Linked DNA regions of Ovis aries: region 2 is linked to region 1. Evidence: chromatin contacts called from public Hi-C data. All regions are on one chromosome and are shown on one strand. The core of a region is the stretch at or near the end of the contact, and the rest is flanking DNA. Distances in the headings are between cores, read along the strand shown.

Region 1 (3,760 bases), core at 1,158-3,657:
TGAAGTATAATCTGCAACTATTTGTGTTTAGTAAGGGCTTCTCTGGTGACTCAGACAGTAAAGAATCTGCCTGCAATGCAGGAGACGGGTTTGATCCCTGGGTCAGGAAGATCCCTTGGGGAAGAGAATGGCTATCCACTCCAGTATTCTTGCCTGGAAAATCACATGGACAGAGGAGCCTGGGGGGCTACAAAGAGTCGGACACAACTACAACTGATCAACTGACACTTTTCAAACTGTTGGTGCTTATCTTACTCTTATCTTACATCCAAAGACCCTACTGCCGCTTCTGTATTTTTATGACTGTTTCATGACCCAAGGTCTGCTCAGCAAGTGACTGGTTTGGGGGAGTGCTTTTCAGTGCTGAGGCCACCCACCACACCCTGGTCCGGCAGAGTCCTGCCTAAGGCACTTCAGCATCCTATAGTGATGCCAGGTAACATGCCAGCTCACCGCCAACTGCTGCTCTGCAGGGTGCTGATGGCATGTGGGTAAATCTCAGGCCACAGCACACTGCCTGAATATGACAGGGCTTGAGAAGTGTTTGCTGAAGGGCTAAGTATCCTTAAAATTAGGCTAAGCTGGGGCTTTCCTGCTGGCCAGTGGATAAGAATCCACCTGCCAATGTAAGGGACATGGGTTTGAATTCTGGTCTAGAGAGATTCCACAAGTCGTAGGGCAACTGAGCCCGTGTACTACAACTGCTGAGCCCACGCTCTAGAGCCCGTGAGCCACACTCCTGAAGCCCACGTGCCCTGGAACCCGTGCCCTACAAGAGGAAGCACTGCAGGGAGAAGCCCACGCGCCACAACTAGAGGGTGGCCCCTACTCAGCGCAGCAGAGCAAGTTCGCAGCAGCGACCCAGCGCTACCAGTCGATAGCCAGGTCTGCCCGGCACGCATCTGCTTTGTCCCTGATGTAGGTCAGTGAATGCCTTTTACTTAGTTTTCAGAACCCCTTCACTCTTAAAAGTGGCTCTGTGTGAAAGATAATTATACAGCCGCCTCAACAGTAACCTCATAAATGCCTGCAGAGGAGGGAAGGTCACTCCTGACTCTCGCTCAAACCAGACAATCGTGAACTGCCAGCTCAGACAGGTGACTCTCCCTGTTTCTGAACAGCACGTGTGCTTTACCTGTGAAAACCTTCTTTAAGCTTTTACTGATCCAGATGTTGTCCAGAGTCTTCGAGCCTTGAGGATTCTTGGTGCTGATGTTGGTAAAGGTGTGTGCGGGGATCAGGTGGTGGAATTTTTCTTTCCTCAAGATATCATAGTCACTGCTGTCTGGCCCCTGGCCAAAATCCCCTAAAACTATCACGTCTTTTTCTCCTAGAAGTGGAAGAGAGAAATTCAGAAATGTAAGAGGTGGTGGGAAGTTAACCCAGCACTGACCACCACTCATTTAAGTAGGATCGTGAGTGTCTGATCTGACTCTCCAGGATTAGGACTGTGGCATGGTTCTTATTCTCCCAATTCTTCCAAGTTCCTTGTGCAACACCCCCTCACCGCCCCCCGACCCCACACCCAAGCTCCCAGAGTAGGTTAGTGACACATTAGGTTGGTGTGATGTCAACATCACCTCTGTTCTGGATCATGGGTTCCGAATCTCGTAGCACAGAAAGGCCCTAAGGGTCTTGCCCAGATCGTTAACAAAAGCTCAACAAACATTTATTGAGCACAGAAGGAAGCCCGAGTGGAGACACAGGAAGAAGACAGTCATCTGTAAGCCGAGGAGAGGCCTCAGAAGGAACCGACCCTGCCAACACCTTGATCATGGACTTCCTAGCCTTCAGGACTGTAAGAAAATAAATGCCTGTTGTTTAAGCCATCCAGTCTGTGGTGTTTTGTTATGGAACCCCAGCACACTAATATAGGGCAAAATACTTTAAAGTATTTTCAACAGCTCTCTCAAACTCTAGTTTGATTTACAAGAGTAAGTGGGATAGTTATGAAGTATTTTCCCAAGTGAGGAGACATTCAGAAAAGGACAGTGAGACCCAACTTGGCTCCCTGGGATTCCCGTCCACTGCCTGACCATCACTTCCTGTCTCGAAGCTCCCCTCAGGAGAGCCACGTTATCACAGGGAGAAACATTGCAAGGAAAGCTTTAAAGAAAGCAGTTCATAACCAAGGGCCAAATGCATCTGAGACACTCAACAAATCTTCGTGGACTTGAATACACATCAATAACAAGGGCTGCTGCTGCTGCTAAGTCACTTCAGTTGTGTCCAACTCTGTGTGACCCCATAGACGGCAGCCCACCAGGCTCCCATGTCCCTGGGATTCTCCAGGCAAGAACACTGGAGTGGGTTGCCATTTCCTTCTCCAATGCATGAAAGTGAAAAGTGAAAGGGAAGTCGCTCAGTCGTGAGATTAAGAAATCCAAAGTGAAATGACACAAGCCACCAGCAGAGGGCACTCACGTTCTGCACATGACACCCTCTCCCAGGGGGCCTGAGGGGAGGGAAGGGGATGGAAGGAAGCCCTTCCTGCAGCCACTGTATGACCGACAGAGAGGCATCTGACCCTCATGCTAGAGCCTAACAACCCTGGCACCCAAAGCAGGGCGAGCCCAACTAAGCTGGTCTTGAGAAATCACGGCGAACTTTCAACAGGAAAGTCAACTTATGAATAATACTAATAACAACTCCTACGAGGCCAGTGTCAATGACCCTCCACTGAGTCGTCACCGTGTGCTGGGGACCTCTTGCAGGTAAGAAGCTGAGGCTCTAACCAAAGCCACCAAGCCCTCAAATCCAGGACAAAGAGCTAGGATGGAAAAGCCCCACACGCTTGGAACAGAGCCTGCTGCCTGGCAGACGTAAGAGAAACACGCACGGAAGAAATGGTAAACGAAGCGTGAGGAAAACTGCACAATTAAGGTGCAACGTAGCTTTTAAAAGGAATGAATAGAAAGATGTACCTTTATTAAATTTCAAGGAAAACTTAGGAAAGACTGAGACAAAAGATTTCAATATTATGAGAGGTTTTCATTAGGATACAAACATGAAATATTTGAGCCAAAAGAAGACAGTTCTGGGGTTTTTCCTGGTGGCTCAGTGGTAAAGAATCCACTGGCCAGTGCAAGAGACATGGGTTCAATCCCTGGTCTGGGACGATCCCACATGCCACGGGGCAACTAAGCCCGCGTACCACAACTGTTAAGGCTATGCTCTAGAGCCCCAAAGCCACAGCTGATGAAGACTGCACACCCTACAGCCTGTGCTCCACAACAAGAAAAGCCACTGCAACGAGAAGCCTTTGTGCTGCAACTAGAGAAAGCCCGTGTGCCACAGTGAAGACTCGGCACTGACAAAAAATATATATATATTTTTTTCTTTTAAGAAAAGATATATATATATATATATATATTTTTTTTTCTTTTAAGAAAAGAAAATTCTGAACCCAGGAGAGATGCTGGTGTCAGGCATCAATAAACCAAGCTCTGTGTAACTTCGGGAATGAAAATAATGGCTCATTTTGAATTGGACTGTCCAGGTTTCTTACAATTCATCTACTTCGGTTAAAGCAGTTTGGTGATGACATGGAGACACTCCCTGCCTCTGACAACCCACAGATGTGCAGGGCCCTAAATTCTCCTAGGAAGCTGTCCGCCAGGGTGGGCTCCACAGGTACCCACTGAGTTTCTAGGAGTTAGGGCTTCCCAGGTCTCCCTAGTGGTAAATAACATGCTTGCCAATGCAGGAGACCCAGAAGATGCAGGTTCGACCCCTGGGTCAGGAAGATTCCCCCTGGAGG
Region 2 (3,879 bases), core at 224-2,723, 120 kb after region 1:
CATGAGCTGAGCCGGGGTGGCTGTGTTGATGTTGACACGCGGGGTGAGGGGCACGGCAGCGGCGGCGGCCAGGTGGTGAGGCTGCTGCTCGGCCATCAAGTCCCTCCGCAGGGAGCTGGGGGAGTGCTGCGCCGAGCTGCCCTTGCTGCTCACGCAGATCTCAAATTTGACCTGCTCCAGCTTGGTGGCGCCCACGCCACTGACCAGTGCCAGGTCCTCCACTTTCTTGAAGCCACCGATGTACTCGCGGTACTCCACAATGCTCCGTGCCACCGCGCGCGTCACCCCAGGCAGGGTCATCAGCTCCTCCTCCGTGGCGGTGTTGATGTTAAGTCTCTCCTGGTTGACCAGGATGTTGCTGAAGTTGCAGGCTGCGCTGAACTTGCGACTATGGGACAGGTCCGAGGGGTCCCGGGGGATGGAGCGGTGGCAGCCCAGCGTGCTCCCCATGGCAGGATCAGGAGTCCAGGAAGCCTTTTGGCTAGGGAGGAAGCCCAGTAGACCTCACAGGCACAGAAGGGAAGGTGCAGGATTCAGGGCATGAAATGGTTACCTAGACAAACATTAAATAACCCTGCCCGAGTGTCCAAAACTACCTTTCACTTGGCCACCTGGAAAACAAACACAAATCGATTGAATCAGTTAATCAGTTTGCATTAGCACTCCCTACCTACAGCTGGGATTCCTAGCCAGGAGTCCAGGGCTGATGTCTGTGAACATCAGAAAACACACATAAGGGGGCTGTCCCATGAGGATTTTCCTCTAGTGAAGCTCAATTTTTATCACGTTAGGGTCAAAAACGCTATAAGCAGCTTCTTCTGGAAAGAGACCTATCCCCACCAGCCTACACCTCTCCTCCTTGCCTCTCAACTCTTACAGCACTGGGGCCATCTCCCCGCCTCCAGTCGCTCGTATTTAAACTCTCAGGCAAAAGGGAGTGGGCATCCCCACGGGCCCTGCTCCTGACACTCAGCACCACCAGCAACTTTGGAATTCCATCCTCACTAGTGCGGGCACGGAGAAAGGGTTTATCTTCCTCTACCAGATTCGGCGCCGTTCCTAGCGCCCCACCTCTCAGCTGCTCCTTCGGGGCGTCCTCCTTCCACCTGCGGCTCCGAAGCCTGAGCCCAGCCAGGGACAGCGCCGGCGCAAGTGCTGATCAGCGGCTGGTCGCGGGATCCCTCCCACGCCACCCCGGGCCGCGCGTCCCAGCTGTTTCTGCTGGAGAAAACTCTTGAGTGGCTCTCCCAGAACCGGCAGGAGCTGCAGGGCTTCGCGGAGGCGGCAGCGGCGGTGAAATGCGGCCGCTGCGGCTGCACCAGGTCTTGCGGCTGCACCAGGACTGGCGGCGCTGCCGCAGTTGCGTTCATCCAAACGAAAAGTCCTTCCCCCGACTTGGACGCGGGATCGCAAGAATCCGGTCCAGAGCCCAGCACCAAAGCCGCAGCCGCCTATCGCCGTCTGTGTCAAAGCCAAAGTCCCGGCCGCCAGGCCCGCGCCTCCTCCCGCACTACGGCCACGCCTCCTCGTGAGCGCCAACCCTCCCCCGGACTCCGAGGGCACGTGGGGGCGGGGCCGGAGCTCTAGCCCGGACACCAGGGCGTCAAACCCGAGAGCGTGGGGCGGGCCCTGATGTTCAGGAGGCGGGGCCGCGGGGCGCGGGGGCGGTGCCAGGACGCGAGATGGTGGAATGCAAGGCCCAAGAGTGTGAGAGCCGGGGCTATGCTGCGAGAGGGCTGGCCCCAGCGCGAAGAGGTGGTGATGGAACCCCGAAAGCAGAAGCAGGGTCTGGGCGGAAGGGGGCGGGCCCCAGGAGCGTGGAGGCGAGGCTTAGAGGCTGAAGAGGCGGGGCCGACGCCACCCGTGCAGCGGCTGGTCAACCGAAGGCTGTTCTCCGGTCCGCTGCCCCCGAGCTCAGGTTGCTATCAGGGACCAAAGACTGGGTGCACGGCATAGAGGGTTTTTAGTCTCGCCCGAGACGGGACTCCCGACAGCTTTTCGGTGGGCTGCAGCTAGGGGTGCGGCAAACGCTACCGGGCCATCAGCCCAAATTTAGTCCGTCTTTGGGGCAGTGGGGACAGGGCGAAGACACTCCCTGTGTGGGAGGCACACCTACGGGTCCGGAGCCTAGCCTGTGTTCTGAGAACATTCGAGGACTGAATGGGAACTTTTTATCTTCCGCCGCCCTCTTTCGTCCTCCTCTTTTCTTCCTCTTGTGTATTACCTTTACCCTGCTTACATACAACCCTAGCAACTCCATGCTACTAAGAGAGGGCGGACACCGCCGGTTAGTTGTGTTCGCGTAGGTCACTTGCTGCGTTGCTCATTTGCACGTTTAGCGCTCTGAGTAAATACGGATATTTTCTGTAAGAATTAAATCTAGTTATTAAGGAGGAAGAACATGCTAGTTGGAAATGGAAGCTGGCTTCTCAAAATTCAGAAGGGTTTTTGCATCATGCCACTAAACGACAGTTTAAAAATTAAAGAGTCGGCTGTATTACAGCGAATACATGGAGCTGCTGCTGCTGCTAAGTCGCTTCAGTCGTGTCCGACTCTGTGCGACCCCATAGACGGCAGCCCACCAGGCTCCTCTGTCCCTGGGGTTCTCCAGGCAAGAATACTGGAGTGGGTTGCCATTTCCTTCTCCAATGCATAAAAGTGAAAGTGAAGTCGCTCAGTCGTCCCCGACTCTTAGCGACCCCATGGAGATTCAGCTAAACAAACCATGAGGTGGTACCACTGAATACTTTGATCCTGGGTGTTCATTGACCTCTGAAGTTTCATCCCCAATCAATGTGACCGATGTTTCTGCTTTAAATTCCTCAGGCTAGGTCAGCAAAAAAAAACTCTCAGGGAAGGCAGAGATACTTCAGAGGTGAAATGTGAGCCAAGCAAGACTTGACAAAACGCTGTTGCCTTTCTTTGTATACTGGTTGGGACTCTTAATTGCAGATGACAGAAATCCAAGTCAAACTAGCTAGACAAAAAAAGGGCATTTGTGGGGGAAAGTCAGGGAATAGATCTTACTTATGTTCCTCATGACTGTGTGCAGCCCAAAAGCCAACAGGATCTTGTCTGACCCTCTTTATCTCCTCTACTTGCTTCCTCACCCTAGCACTAGGCTACATTATGCTACTCCTTTCCTCCTGTAATTCTGTTGTGATAAAGAAAAAAAAAAAAATTTAACCTGAAAATATCTTAAGAGGAGGGAGAAATCTTTGTTGATCAGAATGCCTTAATGGGCTTTTGTGGCTATGGATGGACAGCCTAGGGGCATTGTTAGTTGGGCTGGAACATTTTTATTGTTTAATCTAGAACACTTTGGAGGATAAGAGGGAAACTATTAACTTCACTGGCACAGCAAACATAATCTGGTTTTGTTTCCTATAAACAGAAGTGTATGTTCCACCTTTTAGAAATGAAGCCAGGGACTTTCCTGGTGGTCCAGTAGCTAAGACTCTACGCTCCCAATGCTGGGGTCCTGGGTTTGATCCCAGGACTAGATCCCACATGCTGAAACTAAGAGTTCACTTGCCACAGCTAAGAGTTTGCAAGCCACAACTAAAGATTCTGCATGCCACAAGTAAGACCTGACACAGCCACATAAATAAAAGTCCTAAAAAAGAAAGAATGAAAATAAATAAAGCCAAAATGTAGCTAAACTACTGTGCACTGAAACAAGCAAAAGTCACAACAGGATGGCTAAATTTTAAATGATTGACTATACCAAATGTTGGTGAGAAAGTGGAGCAATTGACACTCGCATACATTTCTAGTGGCAGTGTGAGAAGATACAACCATTTTGGAAATCAGTTTGGCAATTTCTTAAAAAGCTCAACATACATCTAGCATGAAAAGTTAAATATCAGTCGCTCATGT

Evidence for each region. A called contact is a pair of places that touch in the nucleus more often than the background predicts.
Region 2: a contact with region 1 is called in a Hi-C map of liver, with 3 times the contacts expected there. The contact joins the promoter of EEPD1 here to the enhancer-like site in region 1. A contact is called at or near these places in 5 of 16 Hi-C or Micro-C datasets (blood, hypothalamus, liver and 2 more).

Annotation. Positions count from the first base shown.
Region 1 is chr4:62,553,769-62,557,528 of ARS-UI_Ramb_v3.0, forward strand. It overlaps EEPD1 (endonuclease/exonuclease/phosphatase family domain containing 1), which reads right to left. Exons shown (of 8, transcript XM_060415022.1): 7 at 1,136-1,330. Among named protein-coding and RNA genes, the nearest start is that of EEPD1, 120 kb to the right of the region's middle. Within about 2 kb of position 2,408, at least 10 of the 54 cell types and tissues checked have an H3K27ac peak or open chromatin away from gene starts, as enhancers often do. A contact at or near this core is called in liver and tail adipose tissue, where this site is marked.
Region 2 is chr4:62,671,805-62,675,683 of ARS-UI_Ramb_v3.0, forward strand. It overlaps EEPD1 (endonuclease/exonuclease/phosphatase family domain containing 1), which reads right to left and starts at 1,474. Exons shown (of 8, transcript XM_060415022.1): 1 at 1,072-1,474; 2 at 1-611. The coding sequence starts at 450.